2 separate regions of the Capsicum annuum genome follow, and region 1 is linked to region 2. Evidence: chromatin contacts called from public Hi-C data. All regions are on one chromosome and are shown on one strand. Each heading gives the region's core, a stretch centred on a gene start, on an enhancer-like site or on the middle of the called end of the contact. The rest is flanking DNA. Distances are from core to core; before and after follow the strand shown. Region 1 overlaps LOC107869596 (protein SENSITIVE TO UV 2). Region 2 overlaps LOC107869580.

Region 1 (6,818 bases), core at 1,793-4,292, 99 kb after region 2:
TTAAGAAAGCGTATGACAAAGTTCCTAGGGAGTTTTTGTGGAGGTGTTTGGAGGCTAGAGGGGTGCTCGTGGCGTACATTAGGTCAATTCAGGATATGTACGATGGTGCGAAGATGCGTGTGAGGACGGTAGGAGGAGATTCAGAGCACTTTCCTCTTTTGACAGGGTTGTACCAAGGATCAATTCTTAGTTCATTTTTGTTTGCCTTGGTGATGGATGTTTTGATACGGCGTATTCAATGGGAGGTGCCTTAGTGTATGTTATTTGCAGATGATGTTGTACTGATTGATGAGACTCAGGGTGGAGTTAAATTTAATGATAAGTTGGAGGTTTGGAGACAGATTCTTGAGCTTAAAGGTTTTAGGTGAAGCAGGACTAAAACGGAATACTTGGAGTGTAAGTTTAGTGATTTGCTGCATGAGGGTGACGTGGTTGTGGAGTTGGATTCTCAGGCCATTCAGAAGAGAGAGAGTTTCAAGTATTTTGGGTCTATAATTCAGGGGAATGGTGAGATTGATGAGCATGTCTCGCACCGTATTGGTGCAGCGTGGTTGAAATGACAGCTCGCCTCGGGAGTCTTGTGTGATAAGAAGGTGCATCCATAGCTTAAAGGTAAGTTCTATAGAGTGACAGTCCGACCGACTATGTTGTATGGAGTAAGTGTTGGCTTGTTAAGAATTCCTACGTCCAAAAGTTGAAGGTGGCGTAGATGAGGATGTTGCGGTGGATGTGTGGACGTATCAGGAGAGATAAGGTAAGAAATGATATTATTTGGGAGAAGATGGGTGTGGCTTTGGTAGGGGAACAAGATGCGAGAAGTGAGGTTGCGTTGGTTCGGGCATGTGATGAGGAGGGACACGGATGCTCCAGTTTGGAGTTGGAGGTGTGAGAGGCTGACTATGGATAGTTTTAGGAGGGGTAGGCCGAAGAAATATTGAAGGGAGGTGATTAGGTAGGACATGGGGCAGTTACAGCTAACGGAAGACATGATCCTTGATAGGAATGTGTGGAGGACGCAGATTAGGGTAGAGGGTTGGTAGGTAGGAGTACGTTCGTAATAGTAGGAGAGAGTGCTCGTTTTGTATTGGTGTTTGTAGTGTCTTGTAGCCTCTTGTTTGTTTGTTTGCTTTTATATTTTGTTATCTGGTCGGGGGTCTATCGGAAACAGCTTCTCTACTTCAGCTGAGGTTGCAGTATGAACTGCGTATACTCTACCCTCCCCAGACCCCACTTGTGGGAATACCCTGGGTTTGTTGTTGATTGTATTGAAATTTCATTTTCTCAATCTCTTCTATTTGTTCTATTTGCCAGGACCTTGCTCGTTCGAGAGGTACTCATACTCTTGAATAGACTGGTTTCCCATCCCAAGTACTCCAGCCATGCTCTTCGGGCATTAACAAACAGTCGAGAGAAGGCCACATTGACTGTTGATGTAACAAGCAGATTATCCAGTAAACATACATTCTTCTGGCAGGATGTCAGCATGACTCGGCAGATTAGGGAATCCGAAATCATAGATTTAGCTCAGGTGTTGACTAGAAGAGTCTTCACGTTTCTTGGAGGTAGCAGCCAATGAAAGAAGCTTGAAAACTAAATTGTTCTGAAAAGTGCAGAAGCACCCATGGAACTATCGAGTTATGATATTTGACAGCAACAGCCGTGGAGCAATGTTGCAGCTTCTGTGCTGAGATTCCTTTGATTAGATTTTCAGCAAAAGTTGCATTTCTGATCACTCTGATATATAAGGTGTAGTGTAGGTATCAATTTTCTGTATATATTTGTAATGTATTTTTGTCTTGGCCAAAATATAACGTTAGATGTCGTATTAAATGTATAATTTTCTAGCTTGGGAGGAGAGGGAGCAGTCTTTCCATTTGAGTCATCCAACCCATCATTGGGAGGGGTAATTTTTGTTGTTTTGGTTTCTCTCCCTATGTAACCCTTAAATAGTTGCATTTCCAATCACCCTATATTCATCAAGACGAAGATGTTTAAAGAGACTATTATATTCATTAAGATAAAGATGAACATGTTTTATAGGGAATATTTACTATAATTTCTTTTGTTTCTTATTTTTTTTAAGTTGGGTACGGGCATAATCTTGTAATGGCTTTGTCACCTTATTGAGTTACGGATGGAGAAAAACGAATGTGGGGATTCAGGATCGAGGTTTCCAAGTGATCATGATAATTCTTTATTTACAAACTAACTCGCCATTAAAATAATGCTATATTTACGATTTTTGTCTCTTCGGCTTAGATATAGACACATTCACATCTATATATTCATTCAACCAACATACATCATTAGGTTAAAAATCTAATGCTCTACCGAGTTATACATACGAAAAAAATGCGCTAGTAAAGAATGGATATGGATATGGATTGGTATGGAAAGCTATACACTCAACAAAAGATGTAATTAAGGGTTGGTACGGAAAAGAAGCCGGGCCCCCTTCTTCCCTTTATATTAACTAAAAATTATACAAATACACAACTTATGTTTTCAATAGTACAAAAAACCCCAACTCTCTAAACATATTACAAAAATCTCAACATATACACAGAATGCTATGCGTATGTCGGTTATGTTATATATATTAATAGGGAGAGAGTAAAGTAATTAAAAAAGTGGGAGAGAGTGTAATTACTTTCAAAATGATCGGTATTTATGTTATTTATACTATTATTAAAGGAGCACGACTCTGTATGAGGCTCGCATTACAGAGCATTAGCATTCCTGCAAGAAAAGAGATGTGCTAAGGCGCAGCTACTACTATGAAAAAAAGAGAACATGGTGACATAACAAAATGGTTACTTAAGTACAAAATCACATACTCTAACAAGACTACCTATCACAATCGGAAATACATTACTTTTCATCTAGTAAACTTGTTCAGGAACACCTCTTTTATTGACGCGCTCACATTCATCGATCCATTCATGGTATATGTTGATAGGTTCAGTCAAAGATGTAACAATCATACTAAATTTTGCTTTGCAATTGTAGCAGATGGCCTCTCCAATCAAATTCTTGATATCAATGGGACATTCTACTGCTCTTTCATGACAACAAAATGGACAAGTAAAAACTGTTTCAAGTTTGTGAATTTTCTTCTTTGGTGCTGGCTATACTCTCGATTTCTCTTTCCCATTCTTTTTTCTTTGTCAACAAAAAAATTTGGGATATTAATTTCCAGTGAAAGAGTCCACTGTTTATAATTGTTTTTGTTTTCCTAAATTGATTTGGATTCGAATAGTTCAGTTTCCTTATTAATTTGGACTTAGGATAAAAAGTTATTTATGGAAATAAATAGTTTGTGAAGACTAAACACGTTTTTCCAAATTGAGTCAAATTAGTAGGAGATTGGAAGATTCTCGTTCTATCTTTATTTGTTGTTTTAAGGAAACTACTTGTGCTTTAATTTATTGGGTTAATAACATTTTTTTTGTTTATAAATTATTTGTAAATTCTTATTTTAGTCCGTGTGATATCTGATTCATGAGCACATTTAATATTTAATTACTTGAAATGTACATTTTTAATCACTTTTTGCTTGCTTGTTCCACCATTTAGTAATAGTATTGCACAGCCCAATCCAATGCAAAGATGAAGATTAAACCAAACATGTTTCTCCAAATAAGGTCTCCAAAGACAGCTATAATAAAACCAAACAACTCGATTAACATATGAAATAGTTAAGGAAAGGACAAAACAAATGCGAGCATGTAATACACAAAGGGGTCGTTTGGTAGGGTGTAATAGAATAATGCAGAATATAGCATAGTTATAATGCTTGCTACAGGGTAATTGTGTCTTTAACCATGCTAATACATGTATTAAAATTCCTTCCATTACTAATATCATCTCAAATTCCTAGGAAGAAAAAGAGAAAGTTGGTCCTTAGCGTACTACGTGTGTGAAAAATGTATGAGCAACTTTAATAAGTCGCAACTGTTTAGTACTCAATTATATATATATATATATATATATATATATATATATATATATATATATATATTTTGATAATTACATAAATATCGAATTTTAATTTTCGCGATACATCACCGAGACTTGGATGCCCTATCCTTATTAATTTGGGTTTAGGAAAAAGAGCTATTTATGGAAATAAATAGTTTGTGAAGACTAAACACGTTTCCTTAATTTGAGTCAAATTAGTAGGAGATTGGAAGATTGTTGTTCTATCTTTATTTGTTGTTTTAAGGAAACTACTTGTGCTTCAAGTTTTGGGGTAATATCATTTTTTTGTTTATAAATTTGTAAATACACTTTTAATCACTTTTTGCTTGCCAGACATCGTAATTTTTTAGAATATTGCAAAGCCCAATACAATGCAAAGATGAAGATTAAACCAAACATGTTTCTCCAAACGTCTTCAAAAAATTTCTTCAAAGAGAGAAAATAAAGGGCAAAATGATCTCGTGGACCCTTACACTTGTCCGAGTTTGTAAAGTGAACACCTCTACTTACACTTTTGCCATCTGAACCACTCAACTCATTAAAATACAATATTTTAGATCCCTCTGACCGTTGACCAAGTTTATATGGTATGGACACGTGGGTACGAATGAGGATCATTTTAACATCAAAATAATTAAAGAAAAAGTAAAAAAAAGAAAAAAAAGGCCACTCCCATCGCACCAACCCGCCTCCCCAGCACCACCTATAGCCTCTCCTTCTCCCTCCTTCGCACCAGCCCCTCTCCCCAGCACCACCTACAACCCTCCCCAAACCCTCTTCCTTCGCACCAGCCACCCCTCTACCCCCAATGTACCAACCCCCTCCCCAGCACCACCTACAACCCTCCCAAACCCCATCCTTCTCACCAGTCCCCCCCTCCCCCCTAAAAAAAAACCAACGCACCTGGCCCCCCTTCCCAACACCACCTATAGCCCTCCCCAACCCTCTTCTTTCGCAATAGCCCCTCCCCCCCTCAGACACCCCCTAACGCACTAGCCTTCCCTCTCAGCACCGTTTACAGCCCTCACCCCCTCCCCCCCCAAAAAAAATAAAAAATAAAAAAAACCTTGAGTCACTTTTTTTTTTTTTTTTTTTTAAATTCTCTCAATTCAATCTTTTCATAATTTTTAGGGTTAAAATTTAAATTTGAATTGAAAGTGAGTTATAGTGGATATTGAAAAATTAGTGAAATTCATGGATAAGCTTGAAAAAACTTAAAGTTTTTGTTGATTTGTTAGAGATTTTTAAATTTGAAAATTGAAAATTCATTATGTTTGTATATATGAATTTATAGTTGAAAATTTAAATTAGTTGGAGAGGAATTTCAATTATTTGAAATAAATTTGATGCTTAATAATTGAGCAAATATAAGAACATGGCTACAATTTATAAAAGTTGTTTATTTAATTTATGTAGCATTTAAAAATGACATGAAATTTAATGCAACATTTAAAAATGACGTGGAAGTTGACGTGGAGGTGGTTGTGATACAAAAGTGAGTGTGTGTCAAGAGAGTCAAACCAACACAAGAATAACAAGATGAACAACAACAATGCTAGTGAAAATAGGCCACACACGGCTTCACTAGACTTCAAGGTTTACAAAAAATGACAAGATGATAGAGATTACAAGATTACAATAACAACAACAAGAGCAACAAAGTGGCAACAACTATAGTGAATCGAAAATGGCCCCACACGGCCTCACTATGTTACCACACAAACAACAAGATTACAAATTAAAGATAGTAACTTGACATACAATATTCAAGAATTTAAGAACCCTAACAACATGAAAGGACCCTAAGACTAAAGAATATTATTATCAAGTTCTTACTTAGATCAAGAGGAACTCAATGACCTCAAGATCCTATTTTCTAGCCAAGATTCAACCCAAGTGTCACTCCAATTGGGAATTTCGATTTTGAGCTTCTCCAATGGAAGAGAGAAGTTCAAAATATTACAAGTCTTGTGTTCTCAAAATATCATGAACGAACTAACTCCAAAATAACCCTAACATTATCTATTTATATTAGTCCACAAAGAGAGATAACAAATGACCATCCTACCCTTGCCAAGGGGTGGCCTTGGAGTGTAAGTTTATTACACTTCAAGGCTCCTCTTCACACTTAAAAACATTTAATCCATTGGAAGGCTTAAGTACCAACTCACACACGGCCATTTACATGAACATAGCTTGGAGTTTTTGTAATTCCTGAGCTTAGCTACGTGTGAATGGTCGTGAACTTGTTGGACAACTTGGTACATGTAACACTCCGGAAAATGGGTCCCGGAGCGTCACACGGTGCTTGAGGCTACGAGTAGCCCCAAGCTAACCCTTTGAGCCATTTTCGTTCAGTTCAAAACAAATCAACGGGGTTTCTATAAATAACCCTCAAATATCAGCAGAGTAATCATCATCTAAGAATAAAAGAATTTCAGAAAGATAACAAAATACGACTTATTAGTCAACTCCCAACATCTATACTAGTCTAACAAGCCTTTAAGAAAATCAATAAAACCAGCGAGCCATTGAGACATGCCCCAACTGACTCATACTCAATTATCAAATATAAACAATTCCGTGAAACCAACATCAGACATCACGTCCTCGAAACATGAGGACTCACCACAACAGAGGATGTAGAACAGCGTGCCCAAAGAATCACTATCGAACCTGGAACTGAGCACCTGAACCTACATTTTGAGAAAATGCAGCCCACATTCGAAGATGTGGGTCAGTACCATGGAAAGGAACTGAGTATATGGGGCTGTATGCAGTTGTATAAACATCATCATCATAAATATTTATAAGAAATATACAGGATGTATGAAAGA
Region 2 (7,615 bases), core at 372-2,871:
GAAGGGCCGAACCACAACGGTTTATTGTACGTAGTCTTACCCTATACCTTTCAGCAAGAAGCTTGAACTTGTGACCTCCACACAAAGTCGAACAATAAATCATAATTTAAGCCGATAAAAAACACCTAATTTATCTCTAATTAGGCTGTATATACGAACAATACTCATCATTGTGGACCAAAATCATCATAATAGTACCACATGGTTTCTCTCAAAGTAGCAGTCAACAAATACTAATTTATATAGTGTTACACAGATGAAGATTCTACCTATAGGCATGCCAAAAGTGTAAGCAAGTGAATTATTCCCCCTTCTTCTTGAAGCAAAGGATAATTATACATGACAATCAACGCTGAGCACTGCATACATAGCAAGTAGGTGCAACATACATTGTTTACTAGTAACAAAAACACCCTTTGTCCCCATTTTGAATAACTTGTCAATGGGTTCAACGCTAAGAACCTAAAAGGTCCTTGATCAGCCTCTGAAGGCTTTAACCCGAAGTCTTTGAGTAAGAATGTTGAAAGTATTTCCCAAGTATTTGCCGACACATATACCTAAGATATGAGGAGAAGAGCTATAATTTGAAAAACTAAGACATCATCCAATAGTTACATTTGAGGTTTGTTTTGTTTGGATGCTCAACAACTATAAGAAGAAAAGTCAACAAAATTAATGAAGAGAATACTGAAAGGGATCACACAAGTTGATACCAAGATTTCATTTTTTGTTTTCCATCCTGTTTGCGGTATCCGCTTTAAACATCCGCATCCGCTCCTGTCTAGAAAAATTATTTTCAGGATTCAAAGTCAAGACACATTAATAAAGATAAAAACATTTTTACCATTCATTATATGCAAGGGGACAAGCTGCAATTGACTCTTCCCATTGCGAAATATAAAAAGATCAAACTAAAAAAAATCCCATTATGTAAAAAAATTGAAAGAAAAAAATAAAAACAAAAGGAACTTGATTCCAAATTTCCTCGTCCATGCTGGGATTGGATTCTTCCTTCACATGGTAGGTAGAAGTAATTTTTTTTCACCTTTTCCATCACTAATAATGTCTGTTTAACACTAACTACACTATTTCTTTTATAAATGATTTAACTGTCAAAAAGTATTTGTACTATCAGTGTAAAAAAATTATACTATCAATATTTTTTACCTTTTGTAGGTTACTTCCATAGTTTTCATCATGACTTTTTCATTACTATATTTCCTTTTATATTGTTTCATATATGTGTTAGTTACGCTAACAGTCCGTTGGAAACATCCTCTCCAAGGTAGAGGTAAAGTTGCGTACACACTACTATCCTCAAAGCCACTTATGGGACTACACCGGGTATTTTGTTGTTGTTGTTGGTTACCTCCTTACTTTTAGCGGCTAATCCAACTTCCTACAAACAGTTACCTTCAGTAATCTTTTATGTGAATTTGGTAGTATAAAGTTTCTTTTATGTTGTAGGTGCGCTGAAGTTAAACTCATTTATAAAATAAAAAGAGATAATTGTCCTCTCAAAAGTCATGATTCAATCCTAAATGCATTCATTTCAGCAACACAACTCCACCAACAGAATGATGGCAACAACACAAGTAGAGACACATGACCCTACAATGAAACAAAACACCAATAATCACAGGTACTGATTAACACAAGCAATCAATATTCAGAGTGTGACTTACTGTGTGATGTGATCCAAAATGATATTTCTTGTGACTCTTAAATGTAGAAAAAAGCAACACGTTTTTTCCTCTATAAGAAGCATCAATAATCCAGGAAATGCATATCAACTACAAAAGCCACAACATAATGGTCCTGAAGCTTAAGCCTTTCTCCTACCTTCTTTTGTTCATCATTTTCAGCTCTTTTACATCAGTGTATTCAACTGATATAGGACTAGGTCATGGAAAACTTGACAAAAGTCATGTCCAAGAAATGCATCAAAGATGGCAATGGAGATCATGGATGAATCACGGGAGCTTCCGGGGAGCTCGAAAACACCTTGTGAATCCCACAGTTGAGCATAATCCATTTGATGTTCCAAAATTGACTGTTTAGCTCTTCTAAATTTCCATTTCGACTCTACTCTCTTAACAGCTGGTTGAAGAATCAGGTCAGGTGTCTTTTTCTTTTAATGGCAGTGTCTGCTTCAGTTTGCGCATATCTGTATTATTTCATACAATAACGCAGGTACCAAACAACTTGTCTATCAGGAATGAAACCAGCATATCATAGTGTAAAATGCATGTACATTTCTATCAATGAAAGACTCTTTCCCTCCCCCTTTAATTACTGTTGTTCATGCCTTTAATGCCAATTCATTAGCATACAGCTCATACAGGGCCTCCTTCACTTCTTTCTTAATGAGGACATACTATATGATATAACCACTACTTGCACTAACCTTACTGTCAGTATGTCAGTTTATCTTATTTGGATCTCTCCAAGAAAATGGATATCTCCACATTAAGCTACGCTGTAAAATCCTAGCTTAATGATGCTAATTTGAGAAGCAAACCCATCATTCTTGAAAACAAATCATACCAGCACATGGTTTCTCTAAGAAGGAAGTGACTGAAAATATGCCAAAACAAGTTGTGAGAATGGTGGAGTTTGAACCAACTTATATGTCCCTCAACTATTTTATCAAGTATTTGTTAACTCTCACCAGCACATGCATCAGTTGATTCTAGCAACCAAAGCTTAGATGGGATGCATCAGTTGATTCTAGCAACCAAAGCTTAGATGGGAAGTTTCACCTAGCATTATTTTAACCCTGATGTCCTTAGTTTTCATCACATGCCTGATGCCACTGACCTTGAAGGCCATCATGTTTCATTGATCACTACGCCGCACCCTTGGGTACTCGGATGCTATAATTTTTTTCTCCACAATATAAGATCAAATGCTATGAATAAACATGGTTTACAATGAAAAGAGATCAAGTCCATTTTGAAGAACTCAGCAGTATTCCTTCTACAGAACCACAGTTTGAGGCAAAATGCAAAGTGAAAGAACATTCTATGTCAGTTCTTCAAAACAAGTGCACAATTTCAAACTCATACTAGCACACAAAGAATGTAGAAGGGCAGCTTCAAATTTTCTCTAGACAGCTACAGGTAATACCATAGACAACAGTGGAAGCTGCTTCAAATTCTGTACACATTTGACATGCGCGTTTTTAGTTCCAATCATCACATAATTTCCTTGGTATGTCTTATGAGTAAATCTATTGCAAATGGTAATGTATCGTTTTTAAACACGCCTAGAAGATACAATTAGGTAATGAAAATCATACTGAGCAATTGAACACTATATTTCAATCAGTATGAAAGAAATATTTACATTCAAATGTGTGAAGTTTCCTATATAAACAAAATACAAACATTTCATGGAAAGCAAGAAGAGAAACTTCGAAAGACGTATAAAACATCAGGTTTATCTGGTATAACAAAGGTACTCTGAGACAGGTCTAGCAATGCATCCGCTAAATTCCAGATTCCTCCAGTAGTTTGAGGATACTGTGTTCAGGCGCACTGATTGATGGAAGAATAACCCGATTCATCGGTGGTCTAGATTTTGTTCCAGCTGCCTCAGCCTCTGCAGTTGTTCCTTCCTCCACAACAGGAATATCAGCCCTTCTTCGCACTGCAGACACTCGTTCCTTCCATATTCTCCCATCCTGTGCGTAACAAATACATATGTTCCGGGTTAGCAGTCCTAAGAAGTAAATAAACAGGTATAAAATGGAGCTGGAGAGGCAAAGTGACCATATTACTTTTTTGAGCAATACAAAGTAATCTTATTATTCTCATTTTTATTTTTGTTGATGAAGTAAATTGTTTCAGTGATTGCATCACGAAGATGTGAAACTCCAAAAGATATTGCATCCAAAATTAAAACTGAGCTAGCTCCTAAGCGAAAACAGTCCACTCTAGAATTAGGGAGCTAACAAAAAGCCAAAAGTTATCGTGAGAATCTACAGGGAACAAATTGTGCTAGCTAAGCACCTAGCTTTACAGAGTAATCTTCTATTCAGCAATTGCGCAGACCTCTTTCTTTTATTTTGATAACCGTGATGTCTGAGCCAGCTTTTGCACGTGTCAACTATCAGGTAACTCTGTCCACCAAGGTAAGGTTAGGACAAATGGGAAAAATCACCTAGTGCTTTTGTCAGTAGAATTCGGACCTGAGATCTCGCTCTCAGCCCACTTCATTGACTACTAGACCACACCCTTGGGTGCTCCTTTCGTTTCCGTATTCATTTTTTGTAGAACCTTTCTTTCCTAATTCACTTTGTCATGCACAAAGGAATAATCAAGAAGGCTTCTCTTTGTATGTTGAGATTGTATTTTCCAAACAAAATCAAGGAAGGGTTCCCTTTGAATGCTGAGGTTGTATTTCCCATCAGGATATCATCCTTCCTTTTAAGGACAAATCTCCACTGATAGACATATTCTAATGCACGTGATATAATCCTAACCAATTCAAAAGCCAACATACATAAGGCAAAGAAGAATTATTCAATCTGGCATACTAATACAGAAATCAAAATTTTAGGACTCAATATGATGAGCACACAAGAATGTGCCTTTTTATCACACCTATCTAATAAGGCACAAAATAAAGTCAGAAAGCAGACTAGTTTATAAATGTTTTAACGGAAAGAGGCCTAAAATGCCTATGTAAAATGGTGCAAAAACGTCCTCTGTCTACCTATTGGGCCTAAAATGTCCTTTCCGTCTACCTATTGGGCCAAAAATGCCCTTCTCACCTACCTATTGGACCTAAAATGTCCTTCCCGTCTACCTATTGAGCCTATTTTATCCTTTTATTTAGGCAAATTACATGAAAAGACCATCCTTAAAATTTAATTACATAAATAATAGTACTTTTTCAATATGATAAAAATAAAAGTTTCTTTTTTTTTACATATATAAAATGAGAAAAAATAATTATAATTCCTAATTGAATGCTATAACTAATTATCAATTCACCTTAATTTAAGAGATATTTTTTCAATCTCCCTGCTTTCAAATCTTTGTCTCTTATATTCAAAATTCAAATATTTTTAAATAAACTAAGTATTCTATTATTTGCTCGTGTATGTTTCGTTTTGTTTTCATGTATGTTAATCATCTAGTATTATTTCATTATCGTGTATTTTAAATTCTAATGTAATGGGTTAACCATAATTTTTTATGAATAAATATTAATGGAATAAAATTATTATGTTGGAAGTATATATATATATACCATGTATTTTTGTTGTATAAATATAATTTACTTCAAAGTGAGGTTATTATTATATTTTTAATATAATTTACGGGATAAATATTCATGGTATATCTCATTATGTCGGAAGTACTTTTCTTGTTAAAAAATTATTTATTAAATATAAATATATATTTCCAGTATTACACGGTATAAACTTTTTATATCTAAAATATACCATGCATGTTTATGGTATAAATATAATTTATATGGTATAAATATAATTTGTATGGTATAAATATACCATATATTCTTATGATATAACTATAATTTGTATAATATATAAATATACCATCAATGTTTATGGTATAAATATATCATATATTTTATGGAGGCATCATGAAAGTAGGCAATAAAAATGAAAAGCATAAAATTTTGATATAATATATAAAAATGCCTTTCATATAATTTGCCTAAATAAAAGGGTAAAATAGCCCCAATAAGTCGACGGAAAGGGCATTTTAGGCCCAATAGGCAGACATGAAGGGCATTTTAAGCCCAATAGTCGACGGAAAGGGCATTTTAGGCCCAATAGGCAGACATTAAGGGCATTTTAAGCCCACTAGTTAGATGAAGGCATTTTTGCACTATTTTACATAGTTGAAGGGCATTTTAAGCCCTTTTCCGAATGTTTAATGATAAGAAAAATGGATGCAAAGTTTTGTACAGGAAAAAGAAAGGAAAAAGAGCAAAGATACTTTCCAACTGGAATTTTATGACACTATTGATGTAGAATCTGAAACAAGAAAAAAAATTCAAAAATAGATATCTGACAAAACAATTGCAAGGTTGATAGTGAATACCAGTTTGTTTTTATTCAGATAAACATATCAAGAAAAATCAATGAAGTGAGAGGAATTGAAACCAGAGAAGAACGGAAAGAAGTTGACGACATTTCTTTTCCATTTAGAGATTTTCTTAATTTCTTGTTTTGTCATTTTACTTCCCCACCCAAAAGGAAAAAGTGCACAAAGTATTCATTCTCTAGGAAATCTTTGTTAGTGAAATCCAATAAACAGAATTCAGTAACCAATCTAAAGAATCATGTTTACTTTTGGAAAACCTACAAATTATGATGGTTCATTGATTAATTCATGTGTTGCAGCTACCAAAATTCTTAACTTCTGTGCATGGAGGCGTGAAGTAAAGATACTAAAGACCAAATAAATCCAATTAACCACTAAATTTGAAAGCTAGAAACGGGTCAGTCGCTTGCAGCTATAAAGAAACAAAAAATGTCAAGAGCTGATTCTTTCACAAGTCATCACTTCTCTCTGTATCAACTATCAATGCAATATAGTTAACTCCTACTCATATAAAAAGAGTTTCAGTGGCGACATGACATATTTAATACATATGTTAAATGTTAAATATAGCCATCATTTCTAAAGCTAACAGACAGTAGGATTAGCAAGGACTATCTTGCAGGCTGCAGAAGGCTTAATTGGGTAATCACCAAATTAGACAGTACCAAAGTTTCACTTCTTAGTTGAATGACTGGCTTACATAAATACATCATAATTCACAGTCTGCAGATTGAAAAGTCAGGTTTTTGAGACTTGTCTCTTAAGCACTCATAATTGCATATTGAGTCCATTCCCCGTACAGAAACTTATGGTACCAGAAATTTTATGTGGTAAGAGGGGATGGGAGTAACCTCTATAACAATAATGGCAATCAAATAAACATGTTTGGCACGAAAACCAACAGCATATCCATCAACACAATTTCATGATACAGATTAATAGCAAACTTACATTCAGTATTGAAGGTTCTGGTAATGGACATTGAATTGGACGATCATTGTGTAGAGGCTCAGTTGGATGTTCAACTGGTTTGAACTCGACTGCTATTTCAATACCATGAGGGTTGATAGAGGAAGCTCCAGCTAAAGTAGCAGCACCTATTGTCTCTGTATTTGGGGGCAACACTTCTGTTTCATCCTGCATTTTCATATAGAACAGAAATCACTACTAATCAAAGCAGATGCTATAGTTTGGGTGAAATAAGTATGCCTCGGATACAATTACATAAAACAACAACACACCCAGTGTAATTCCACAAGGGGAGTCTGAGGAGGGTAGGATGTACGCAGACCTTATCTCTGCCTTAGTATAGTTGATTTTAGCAGTTACGAACAAACAACAACAACAACATACCCAGTGTAATCCCATAAGTGTGGTCTGACTTCTGAGGAGGGTAGACATACACAGACCTTAACTCTACCTCAGAATAGTTGATTTTAACAGTAAAGAACAAACAACAACGTACCCAGTGTAATCCCACAAGTGGCGTTTGGGGAGGATAGTGTGTGCGCAAACCTTACCCCTACCTTGAA

What was found. Hi-C and Micro-C count contacts between places; a contact is called where the count stands out from the background.
Region 1: a contact with region 2 is called in a Hi-C map of leaf, with 1.9 times the contacts expected there. The contact joins two enhancer-like sites. A contact is called at or near these places in 2 of 5 Hi-C or Micro-C datasets (leaf and placenta).

The regions. Positions count from the first base shown.
Region 1 is chr1:21,198,074-21,204,891 of UCD10Xv1.1, forward strand. It overlaps LOC107869596 (protein SENSITIVE TO UV 2), which reads left to right. Exons shown (of 12, transcript XM_047395133.1): 12 at 1,312-2,065. The coding sequence ends at 1,576. Among protein-coding and RNA genes, the nearest start is that of LOC107869596, 15 kb to the left of the region's middle. Within about 2 kb of position 3,043, at least 3 of the 5 cell types and tissues checked have an H3K27ac peak or open chromatin away from gene starts, as enhancers often do. A contact at or near this core is called in leaf, where this site is marked.
Region 2 is chr1:21,100,485-21,108,099 of UCD10Xv1.1, forward strand. LOC107869580 reads right to left here. Exons shown (of 3, transcript XM_016716096.2): 2 at 7,035-7,220; 3 at 3,302-3,685. The coding sequence ends at 3,491. Among protein-coding and RNA genes, the nearest start is that of LOC107869580, 4.7 kb to the right of the region's middle. Within about 2 kb of position 1,622, at least 5 of the 5 cell types and tissues checked have an H3K27ac peak or open chromatin away from gene starts, as enhancers often do. A contact at or near this core is called in leaf, where this site is marked.